Regions from separate parts of the Muntiacus reevesi genome. Here region 2 is linked to region 1. A link is a contact called in public Hi-C data. All regions are on one chromosome and are shown on one strand. The core of a region is the stretch at or near the end of the contact, and the rest is flanking DNA. Distances in the headings are between cores, read along the strand shown. Region 1 holds the start of ACAA2 (acetyl-CoA acyltransferase 2). Region 2 holds the start of SKA1 (spindle and kinetochore associated complex subunit 1).

Region 1 (5,794 bases), core at 79-2,578:
CCCCCTAACCAACTGTCTACCTGGTATCTGCACTTGAGCACCTCAATATCTCTTCCAGGTTTATCCCTTCCCCCGTTTTCCTCACTCCCTAAGGAGTATCATGAACTCAGCTCTTCAAACCAGAAACCTGAAGTCATTCTTGGCATTTCCTTCTCATAGACCTGCCACTCCAACCAATCACCAAGTTGTGTCAAATCCACCTCCAAATCTATTTCAAACCACCCTTCCCCTTTTCCCCAATCCCACTGCCCCCCACTCGAATCAAAACCATCATTTGATGTTGCCTAGATCTCTGCCATAAGACTCTTAAGTGATCTTAAACTCTCTTCCTTGCTACACAGGCAGATTCACAGTCCTGAGGAAATGGGGACAGACTGGAAATGAGATCGCATTACTCTTCTAGGTAGGAGGCTGCTTTCTTTAGAATCCAGAATCAAACCGATCACCTTTACAGAGCCCTCGGGGCCCTGGACAACCAGAACCTTGCTTCTTAGATCCTGCCAAGTGTTTTCTTTCCCAAGGCCTTGATATGAGTCTCATCTGAAAGTTCTTCAAAGGACACATAAAGACAAGCTGTCATAGTCTTAAAAATTCCACTGACTGTGACCATTTGCTATGAAAAGGGAATTTACGTACTTTAAAAAAAAAAAAAAAGTAACCGCAGAATTTATGTACTCGGTGACGGTACTTTTCTGGAATCAGAAAGAAGACAGGGAAAGGGCTTAAGGCAGGTTCTCCAACAGAACGCCATAAAGCATTTGCTGGGGTGGGGGTGGAGGCAGGTCATTCGTGCAGAGGTTCCCCAACGACGACAAGAGAATCTTCATTCCTTCCAAGCCTTGCCCACCCTGTGACCAGGTCCGAGGACGCCGGCTCGTCTGAAAGGCACCCCTCCGCCCCAGGTCGCCTCGCGCTTAGGGGGCCCCGCCCCGGTCTTGCCAACAGCTGACCTCGAACTAGGAGGGTCACTACCGCGCGGAGAAAAACGACCTTCGAGGTCAGGAGCAAGCAAAACCGTGATGGACAATGCCTGTCGCCTCGCACGTATGGTTTCTCCTAAACTGAAACAATGCTTCCGCATTGGCTTTTTTTTTTTTAGTTAAGTCCCCTTGCCAAGGAGACCCCGACTCCCAGCCGAGACCCGACGTTCCTCCCCAAGGGGCGCGAGAGGCGGGGCCGCGGCGCTCACCTCGGAGCAGGGCCATGGCGGCGGGCGGGCGGCTGCGCTCGGGTCCCCGACGGCGACGCCGCGGTCCCGCCCGCCACGCCCGACTTTAAGCGCTCGGGGCGGTGCCAGCGAGGCCACGCCCCTGCCCTTTCCCCTACTTGGAGGGCCTGTCCGAGCGCTCCCCTCTGGGCCCCGCGTCGCCCTTGTTGGCGCCATACTGGGTGGGAAGCAATAGTGCCAGAAACCTCGCGGGGAGACAGGCCTCCCCACAGGAAAACGTTCCTCGAGGGCGGATTCTCCCCATCTCGCTGTTTTTTTAGAGAGTCCCTCTCTGTTTCGCAATCGAATGTTTTGACTCTCCCCTGCCCAACCTAGCCTTTGGAGTCAAGGTAATTAGCGGTTCCCCTCCTCGTCACTCCCGGATTCTCTTCAACGTAAGACCCGGCGGCCAAAGGTGTGAATGGGCAGCCAAAAGGGCGGAAAGGGTTTCAGGAAGGTCTAGAGGCGGCCGAGCCCGGCCGGAAGTCGGGTGGGCGCGGAAAACGGCGTGGGAGGGGATTGGCTGAGCCGCTCTGGCAGGCGGGGTGGGCGGCTGCGCAGAACAGCCCAGGGGGACGGCCCGGGCGGCTGCACTCGCCCGGGAAGTCCGGGCGCGCGAAGAGGGGCCGGGAGGTTTGCAGGTGTGGGTGTAGCGAGTGGCGTAGGGGACAGGGCGCCTCCGGGTTCACGATGCAGCCCCCGGATGAGGCCGCAATATTTTCCTTATATGATCGGGCCCCGTGGCTGGCGGCGCCGCCGGCCCGGAGCCTGAGAGGATTATGAAAACGTGTTAGGCGAAATGGGGCCAGGGACCCGGGGGCTGGGAGGTTAGGGGAGGCAGTTAGGCTAAGGTTTGGGTGTGGTTAGGGGGGCCCCTGCCGCTCTGCGAGCCCTGGTCGATGATGACGGGACCACTGCGCAATCTGAGTTCTGGGAACTAGGTGATGGAGCGTGTTCTGAGAACGGACTGAGACCGGGCGAGCAGGGGGTGACGCGGGCGGCAGACCCCAGCGCCGGGGCTCGGGGGCGGGCCACGCTGCCTCGGGGTTAGTTCGGTGGTTGGGAAGGGGTGGGTGGGAGGCTCTGAGGTGTTCTGTGAGCTGTCTGGGAACGCCCGCCCCAAATCCAGGTTTTCAAACGCGTTCGTGGTCCTCTCATTTTGTTTTGTTTTGTTTTGTTTTTACCCAACGTTTTTATTATGAAAACAGAAACTTACAGGAACGTGCAGAGACTTCTACGTGAACTACCCATATATTCATCACCAGTATTCTACAATTGATAACACTTTGCCATATTTGCTGTATCACTCTTTCCACCTTTATATATATATATATATATATATACACTTTTTTTTTTTCTTTGTCAGCCTTAGTACACTTCAGGAATACTTTGGCTCACGTTAAAGGTGAGTATATGCTTACAGTCCTTTTATGGCAGAATTACCATATGGTCACACGTATGAATCTTCAAGTTGGATGAGTTTCACAAGTGCTTATACGGTTGTAACCCAAATTATTCTCAGCTTTCAAAATGTAATTAGAACATGTCCAGCATTACAGAAAATCCCTTCATTTCTCTCTTGTGCTCCGTTTGTTCCCCTTTCTTCACCATCTATTGTTCTTTGACCCTCTGGTTTATTATTTTTTTCCTGTTGCTTTGATTTAAACAAATCCAGGAAATTGACACTTGTTTATTCAGTATGTAAATTCCAAGAATGTTAACTTTAAATTCACTTTAATAACTTTAAATAATATGTATATTGGTTTTTCACAGCAGGTGTATATAGTCAGTGGAATTTGGGCTTTGAATAGATCAAAGCTTCACACATACCTGATGATATTTTTTTCATATCCATATTCTGGATGATGAGTGATAGTAAAATAAAAGCTACCATCTTTGGGATTACCGTTATGTAAAACAGAATAACATAAAATTCATAGAACATCAGACAAACCCGAATTAAGGGACATTTTGCAACCCCATGAAATAGGTAGGAGTTAATCCTTTCTTATTTTATAAATAAGCTTAGACCCAGAGAAACCAAGTATTTGCCAAAGCCTCAAATCTAGAAAATTGCCGAATTTGAAGTTTGAACTCTTGATTCTCAGAAACCCAAGGCCTGTGTATCTTTGTCCAGGGCTTATGGCATTTGAAACATAGAAGTGGGGGGTAGAAAAAAACTTAGCTAAGGCATATATTATAGAAAACAGGAAAGGAGGTGAATGCTAAGTTAATCTTCCTTGGTGGAAGAAATAAAGTAGTTGAAACCTTGGTAAAGGTAACATTTTTGTATTCGGTGACTTGAGTTAGAAGATTTATTTCCTTTTTTTGGCAGAGAAAGGTGGGTGGAGAAGTGAGGCAATGGGTCCTTACTAGATGCTCGCCTTTGTCAACTGTGGCTCCTACAGAAAGTGATTCGAAGGACCATTTTCTTAATTCTTCCAAGGACAGTACAGAGCTGAAACCATTCTAGATGCATATATATAATGAATACTTAGAGCATTAGAACTTGATTTATGTTTGACAGCTAGCTACTCATAATAAAATAGAAATCAAAATGGAATTCATTAGGTGAGCCAAAACCAACATGTTTTATTGCAGGTTGGCACTCTGAACTTCAGCCAGTCTAATATGTTTTGTAATACAAAAAAAATCAGAAAACATGTGCAATTGTGTTAAGTGTGAGATACAACAGTGGAGGAAATAAACAAATCTTGAAAAGTTATGTGTTTTTCCATTAAAACTTTCTAATAGTCCAAATGCAAAATAAATTCTTGGTCTCTAGAACTATTGATAAGGGTATTAGTGTTCTTCAATAAGAGAAAAAGGCAGGTTTTATTCAGTTTGGCCCTCATATTTATTGAGAAAAGTTAAAATGCCATCATGAGTATCACAGTTTCCCACTAAACATCTTACAGATCGCCTCAGCAAGTCCTTCCAAATAGAAATTTCTAAGTTTTCCGTAATTAAAAAATGTCATGAAAATGGGTGTATTTGAAAACCATTGAGTAAAAAGGTTTACATATATAAAAACATGAAAATCTATGTAAAGATATTTACACAATCTCAGAGTATCATGAAGAGGAAAAGTTATCTATACACTAGAGAAATCTTGTGGGTATTATCTTGACCAAATGACCAAGCTTAATGTTACCTTTAATGGGACAAACTGACATCATGCACTGAGATGCACGGAGAAGGACACAAACTCACGTAGGATTTCTCCAAAAAAAAAAGTCTGACAAATCTAATCATAAGGAAACAATCACACAGAGCCAACCAAAGGGCACTTTGCTAAATAACAAACTGAACTCAAAATGTCAGTGTTGTGAACAACAAAAAAGGCCAGGAATGGTACTAGATGAACAGGACATGAGATGTGACAATTAAGTGTAATGTGGGGTCTTTTTGGAAACTGGATTCAAAACAACTAAAGAACAGAATTGGGACAGTTGGAGGAATGGTCTGTAAATTGCATGAGGTGGTATTGACATTACTTTTCCTGATTATGTTAATTATACTGTAGACAGGGCAGAGACTGTCCTTTGTTCTAAGGAAATACACACCAAAATATTTAAAGGTGAAGAGTTATGGTGCCAAAACAAACTACCAAATGACTGGAGGAAAAAAAAAACCATGCATACAGATACACTGGCAAAGACAGAAAGCAAACATGGCAAAATATTACTAATTAGGGAACATAAATGTAGACTACATGGTTGTTCATTGTTCTATTTTAACTCTTCTATAACTGTTTAACTTTCAAAATAAAAATTGAGAGGAAAAGTATCTTTTAAGCAAGCTGAAAAATTACCTAAAATTCCATTTAGTTCTTTTCATTTTTAACCATATCTATATCAATCTATACATGTATAGTAAAATACTAAATATATCAAAATTAGGTATTTTGTAATTTTAAAAATCTAGACATGAGATGTAAAGTTACTGTTGTAAGACATTTAGCTTTCAATATTTTTAAAAATAGCCTATTACCATGTCTTTCTTTTTATGAAAAGAAAAAGAGTAGCATTAGTGTAAAACTGAAAATCAGTGAATCAATTATAAATCTTCAATTTGCATGTTAAGATTTCATTAGGATTTCATAAATAACTGGCCTCGGCCCTGTCTTCTACATTATATGGATAATTTTGCTGTACTTAAACTTCCTATAATACCCCAAATTGATGGTAGTTTTGAATAGCACTGCTTTTAGAAGTTTCATTAGCAGAGACTGGGAAAGCTGGTACAGTTGGTAGGAGCTGGGACTGTTAACAGATGAGTACAACGACCCGTCAGTATCTTAGGGGATTGGTTCTAGACCGACACCTAAATCGAGTCCTTTACATAAAGTAGTATTTGCATATAACCTATGCACATTCTCCCATATACATTAAAAAATCTCTGATTAGCTATAGTACCTAATACAATGTAAATTCTATGTAAATAGTTGCTGCTGCATGAAAAATTGACGTCTTTTTGGAACTTTCTGGCAAATTTTTTATTGTAGTTGAATGAATCCATGGATTCAGAACTCAAGGATACGGAGGGCCTTGAATTTGAATGAACAAGACAGTTGAGTTTGCTAAT
Region 2 (5,682 bases), core at 550-3,049, 500 kb after region 1:
TTCCTAAAGGTATGAGTACCTGGGTTCAGCTGTAAGTACACACACACACACACACACATACACTTCACAATTTCATAAGCCAAATAAAATCTTTTTATTGCCTAAGTCAGTTTGGATTGAATTTCTGCCATTGCAGCTGGAGTCCTGCCAAATCCCAGAGAGAAATCAGAAGTAAGCAGTATGATCCAATCGCTCATTTTTGTATTTTTTCCCCACATTTCTCCCTTCTCTTGTATTTAGTGCCTTTAAGCTGTCTTCTTGTTCATTTTTTTCATTGGAAATAATCTGATAATATTTGTCCTTGATGCTGCAGGGTGAATTTCTGTTATTATGTTATAATATGTTATAATGTAATAACATATAATAGCATATAATAATAATTATATGTTATCTTTTGTAGAATTGACATTTTAAGCTGTACATTTAGCCCTACAATGAAAGGCTTTGATCCTGCTCTAGGAATTTAGCTCTAAATAAGGTATGTCCCGATCAAAAGAGATTTAAGAAATGTGTCAACCAAATAACAATTTGTAAATCTTGTTTAAATTCTATTAAAGAAAACAACAGTTTTAAAAAATAAACACTTCTTTAAAAGTTTCTATCTTTAGGAGATAAACATGGAAATGTTTTTTGGCAAAAAGATATGTTTGAGATATGTTTCAAAATATTCTGGAAGGCAAGGAGTGGGAGGAGATGAAGTATAGCTGAAACAATATTTGCTCTAAATTAATAGTGGTCAAAACCCAATGATGGGTTGAGCATGGGGTTCGTTGTATTCTCCTAATTGTATATGTTCAAAATTTTCCATAATAGAAGACTTTTAAAGAGTAATAAGTAGAAATGGCCAAGGCAGCAGTTCACTGCCCCCAGAATCTCTTTTCTCCTTCTCCCTTACAAAAAGAACCCCTCTGTTGTTGACGATGCAATGTAACTGTCCAGATTTTTTTTTTCTTAATTTTAATGATTTTTTTTCCCTAGTCTCCCTTGTAGATGTGAGTGACCAATGGAAAGCAGATAGAACTCATTAGGTGTGGTTTCTAGGAATACTCTTTAAAGGTGCTGCTTCAGCTAGTTGTTTCTCAAAGAACTGAGAAAGGTACTGACAGAGTTATTTTGCATCACAGGAAAACTTCACACCAGAATGCATGATGCCATGGGGACGGGTGGAAAAGATAGAACTTGGGTCCGTGATGACTGTGTCGCTGCCACACCAGCCCTGCGCAATTTTTTCTCTTTTTTTCAGAGAATTAAACTTTTTAAAAAAATTGCATTTGCCCTTACAGAGTTTGTTAACTCCACGAAAGCAGAGAGAATCTCTCAGTCTTATAGCTCACAAACTTGGCTGCTTTTTGGAAGTACCTGGTGTGCTTTTAAAAACGTTAAGGTTTGGACCCCACTTACAGTGTCTGAATTCATTGATTTAGGGTACAGCTTGGGAGCTGGAATTTTTAAAGCTACCCTGGTGATTCTAATGTGTGGCCAATTTGGTGATCCAGTGTTGAAGCTCGCGATTTGATCCGCCGAGCGCTGGGCCCCGGCTGGGGGGACGGTCAGGATTCGTGACCGAATGAGATCCCCCGTTTGTTACAACGCGGAGTAGGAAAGCTAAGTGTGTTGGTAGTCTTCGACGCCGGAGCCAATCCGGCCTCGCCTTTTCCCCAGATCGGCCCCGCCCCCGGCCTGGGCCCCGCCCCCGGCCCGGGCCCCGCCCCCGGCTCGGGCCCCGCCCCGGCCCCGGCCCCGCCCAGCTGTGGCCCCGGATAAAGCGGAAGAGCGTGAGCCCGCCGCGCAGCCTTCTGGGAGTACGGCTGTGCGCCTGCGCGGCGCCGAGTACCGGCGGGCAGTTTGAATTTCGCTCCCGGAGCCAGGTCTCGAGATCCTACGCTTCCGACCGAGATTGGGTGGGGGAGGGGGCGGTGTCTCGGCGCCTCGCGACCCCACAGAGTGGGCCCTTTGCTCCCGGACCCGCACGAGGTTAGAGTCTGGTGTTGAAGATTCCCCCCTTCGGAAGCGGGCATTGTTTAGGCGGGGCGGGGGGCCGGGGCGGTGCGGGCCGGGATGAGCAGCGGGCCTTAGCCGCGTAAGCTGGAGTGGAGGCTTTATATAGACCTTCTCACCTACCCTCGGGCTTCCCTGCTGGCTCAGAGGGTAAAGCGTCTGCCCTCAATGCAGGTAGACCCGGGTTAGATCCCTGGGTCGGGAAGATCCCCTGGAAAAGAACACGCCAGTATTCCTTCCTGGAGAATCCCATGGACGGAGGAGCCTGGTGGGCTATAATATATAGTCCATGGGGTCGCAGAGAGTCGGACACGACTGAGCGACTTCACTTTCTTTCACCTCCCTTGGAGTGAACGAACAGTACCTGATTTCTTTCCTTTCCCTCCTTCCGCCTCCTTGTGGGCTTTGCTGTGCTCAGTCGTGGCCGACTCTTTGCGACCCCATAGAGGAGCCAGGCTTCTCTGTCCATGGGATTTTCCCGGCAAGAATCCTGGAGGGGGTTGCCATTTCCTCGTCCTGGGATCGCCTCCTTACCGACCCCAGTAATAAAGCCCCCGTCCCCACAGCATAGGAGAAATGCTTCCCTGGACCCGCTTCTTTGAACGTCCTGTGTTTTTCCTTAAGATTCTCGGGTATTAAAGTTTTCAAAGCAAATACTGATGTTGTCTTTATGTATAAATAGAACATTTGTTCCCCTCAATCTCTGAGGAAATGACAGTCTTGTCTTCTGAACCTTGCTTTGGGATGCACTGACTAGAGAAAGCTCTAAGACAGGTCATTACTGGACACTGGTGGTGGTTGTTCCGTCACTAAGTCGTGTCTGACTCTTTGGGGCCCCATGGACAGCAGCATGCCAGGCTTCCCTGTCCTTACTATCCCCCGGAGTTTGCTCAAACTCATGTCCATTGAGTCAGTGATGCCATCCAACCATCTCATCCTCTGTCATCTCCTTCTCCTGCCTTCAATCTTTCCCAGCATCAGGGTCTTTTCCAGTGAGTCGGCTCTCCGCATCAGGTAGCCAAAGTATGGGAACTTCAGCATCAGTCCCTCCAATGAATATTTAGGATTGATTCCCTTTAGGATTGACTGGTTTGATCTCCTTGGTTAGAAACTGAATTTTGTAGAATTGAAAGATACTGCTCATAGTTTTTGTACTTTGTTTTCCAGGAGATGTGACTGACTGGATATTTACCATTGGATTTTGAAAGTGAACAGAAATTTGTTTTTTGTTTTGTAAATGTGTTTATATTTTTTTTCTTCAGAGGCTAAAAGGATGGCCTCAGATCTGGAACAGTTATGCTCTCATATTAATGAAAAGATTGGCAATATTAAAAAAACTCTGTCATTGAGAAATTGTGGTAAGTAAAACAGATTCCACTGACTTTGTACATTCAAAATACATTTTGATTATTGTTCCACTTTGATATCTTATGCCTGGATAAGTGAATGTATCTTAGAAAGGTAATTTTCAGGTTTGAATAGTGATTTTTAAGGCAATCTGCTATCCATATTTTGAATATTGCAGAGGATACTAAAATGTAAATTACATTGAACAATGAACTAGCTACTAATTACATATATTTATTTATTTGTATATGTTTTTCTGAGACACAAGGCTGAGTAGTAAGATTTGAAGGTTACGTTGAGTTCCTGATTCTAGAGCTAAGCAGAGATAATAAAAGATAAGGAAAAAGCCAGAAGTGGAAAACACCCACAGAGATAGAAGTAGCCCATAACTCATCTTGCAGACTGCTTTGATAAGGAAGCTTATCCATATTATCAATATATATCACTAGGAAACAACTAATTGAAAATGAAATCAATTTTTTAAGCATCCAGAAACTTGGAGGTTGTGACCATCTTCAAAATAGTTTGAAGTGCTGCAGTAGAAGTGCAGACAAATAGGGAATCCTGGAAAAATAGTGTTTACAGAAATGATTTGCTCTGCAGCCTTATCTAGGAGAACTTAAGATTTACTGATAGGCAGAATTCCATCTGCAGGGGAGATCCTGTTGAACTTTTATTGTAGTTTGTATTTTGAACGGATAATTTTTAAAAATTAAATTATACTGTTGGAATGTCCTTTCAAATTATACCTGTCTTTCTGAGACTTGGATAGTCTCCATCCCTTGTCGAGAACCACTAATAAAGAGACTCATCCAGTTTACAGTTGGTGGCTATGTATTCTGTAGAAAGTTAAAGCTGAAGCAACTGTGGGTTCTTCTGTAGCCTCCGGTCTCATATGAGGAAACCGAGGCTCAGAAGTCAGGCGACTTGCCCAGGTCCTCCCGCTTATCTATGGTCAGTTGGGACTACAGCTTTTGTGTCCTGATTCCCAGTATACTACTTCTGTATTTCTATGCCATTTTTATTGAATAATCTAAAAAGGACATTTAAATCTTTAATAAGTAGTCTTCTTTAGATTTTCTTTCTGAGAGCATGATTACTTTTGGATAAATATAACTTTAGAGATTATAAAACTATCAAACCTTGAATTCAAATGGCCCCACTGAAGCATGAGGCCTGGCAGAAGCAGTCTGGCCTCTTAGGTTACTGTACGCTGGGTAACTGTCATTTGTACGTGGGGAGAATAATTTGTCTTTTCGGTTCCGTAGCTGATTCAGGAAAGCCCAGTAATACGTTTACCACTTTGGCTGCTGTAATTTCCTACATCACTACTATCAAAAGTAGTGAATTTACTCAGTGAACTTATTTTACTGCAAATCAGCAAACAAGGCCCGAAAATTTAGGTGATTAGGTTATTTGAGATACCAGTATATCCAACTAACTGTTTCACCCCCTGAAATTAGTCTCAGCAGAGACATCAATACTCTCATTTATTTTTTATTTCTTTTAGCTGTCACATGCAGTCCCCAGTGCTTTATTAGAATGTCGATGCGTAACAGTTTGCCTTTACTGAGTGCTTTACTAGGTTGCAAGCAGAGTGCCCACCCTCTTATATGTACTTTCCTGCTTCTCAGTCATCCTCTGAGGGCAAGTGCTGGTGTCTCTGACTGCAGGCCTGGAACCTCTAGCCGTTTCACTCTGCATCTGTAATCTACAGATGTGGTCAAATTTCGTTTTCACTTATGCGTATTTCATGATTTGGTTGTTAGAAGAGAAGATGGAAAATATTTGGTTATGAGGATGGTTTTCCCTTTTGTGCTTTTGAGGTGCCCTGAAAAATTCTTTTTTTTTTTTTTCTTCTTTTATTTCCAGGGAGGAAGGTTCTCTGGTTTTCCCATCCTTGTATCTGTGAAGCTGGAGAGAGGGGCCCAGCGGTGGGGTTGGGAACTTGAGAGCAGGCAACTTTACCCTGCCTCCCCCAGACACTTGCAGGCCAATCCAGAATGGAAGGTCATCTTCCTGGCCATTGATGACAATTTTCAGGTTTGCACATTCACAGGGTATATCCCATGAAGAGGGTCCTGGCCTCCTTTGGGATTCTCACTTCCAGCATCCTGTGCTTTGCAGTCCCAAAGCCATGACTCTTATCCCCCCAAATATATTAGGTTACTGAGGTTGACAGCCTCCTCTCTCCAGCATTTCTCTGCACCTCAAGTCCCCGTTCTGCGCGCCCCCCCACCCCCCTCATTAGGGCTACCGCAGCATCAGCTCATACATCCTGCCTGGTCTGTAATTCTTTCTTCAAATTGAAACCCTTGGAGATTTACCTTTTTTCTC

Evidence for each region. A called contact is a pair of places that touch in the nucleus more often than the background predicts.
Region 2: a Hi-C map of muscle shows a contact between it and region 1, with 8 times the contacts expected there. The contact joins the promoter of SKA1 here to the promoter of ACAA2 in region 1. A contact is called at or near these places in 2 of 3 Hi-C or Micro-C datasets (blood and muscle).

The regions. Positions count from the first base shown.
Region 1 is chr4:47,111,490-47,117,283 of mMunRee1.1, forward strand. ACAA2 (acetyl-CoA acyltransferase 2) reads right to left here and starts at 1,329. Exons shown (of 10, transcript XM_065932685.1): 1 at 1,190-1,329. The coding sequence starts at 1,205. It also overlaps LOC136168115 and LOC136168101.
Region 2 is chr4:47,612,139-47,617,820 of mMunRee1.1, forward strand. It overlaps SKA1 (spindle and kinetochore associated complex subunit 1), which reads left to right and starts at 1,800. Exons shown (of 7, transcript XM_065932738.1): 1 at 1,800-1,868; 2 at 3,261-3,356. The coding sequence starts at 3,272.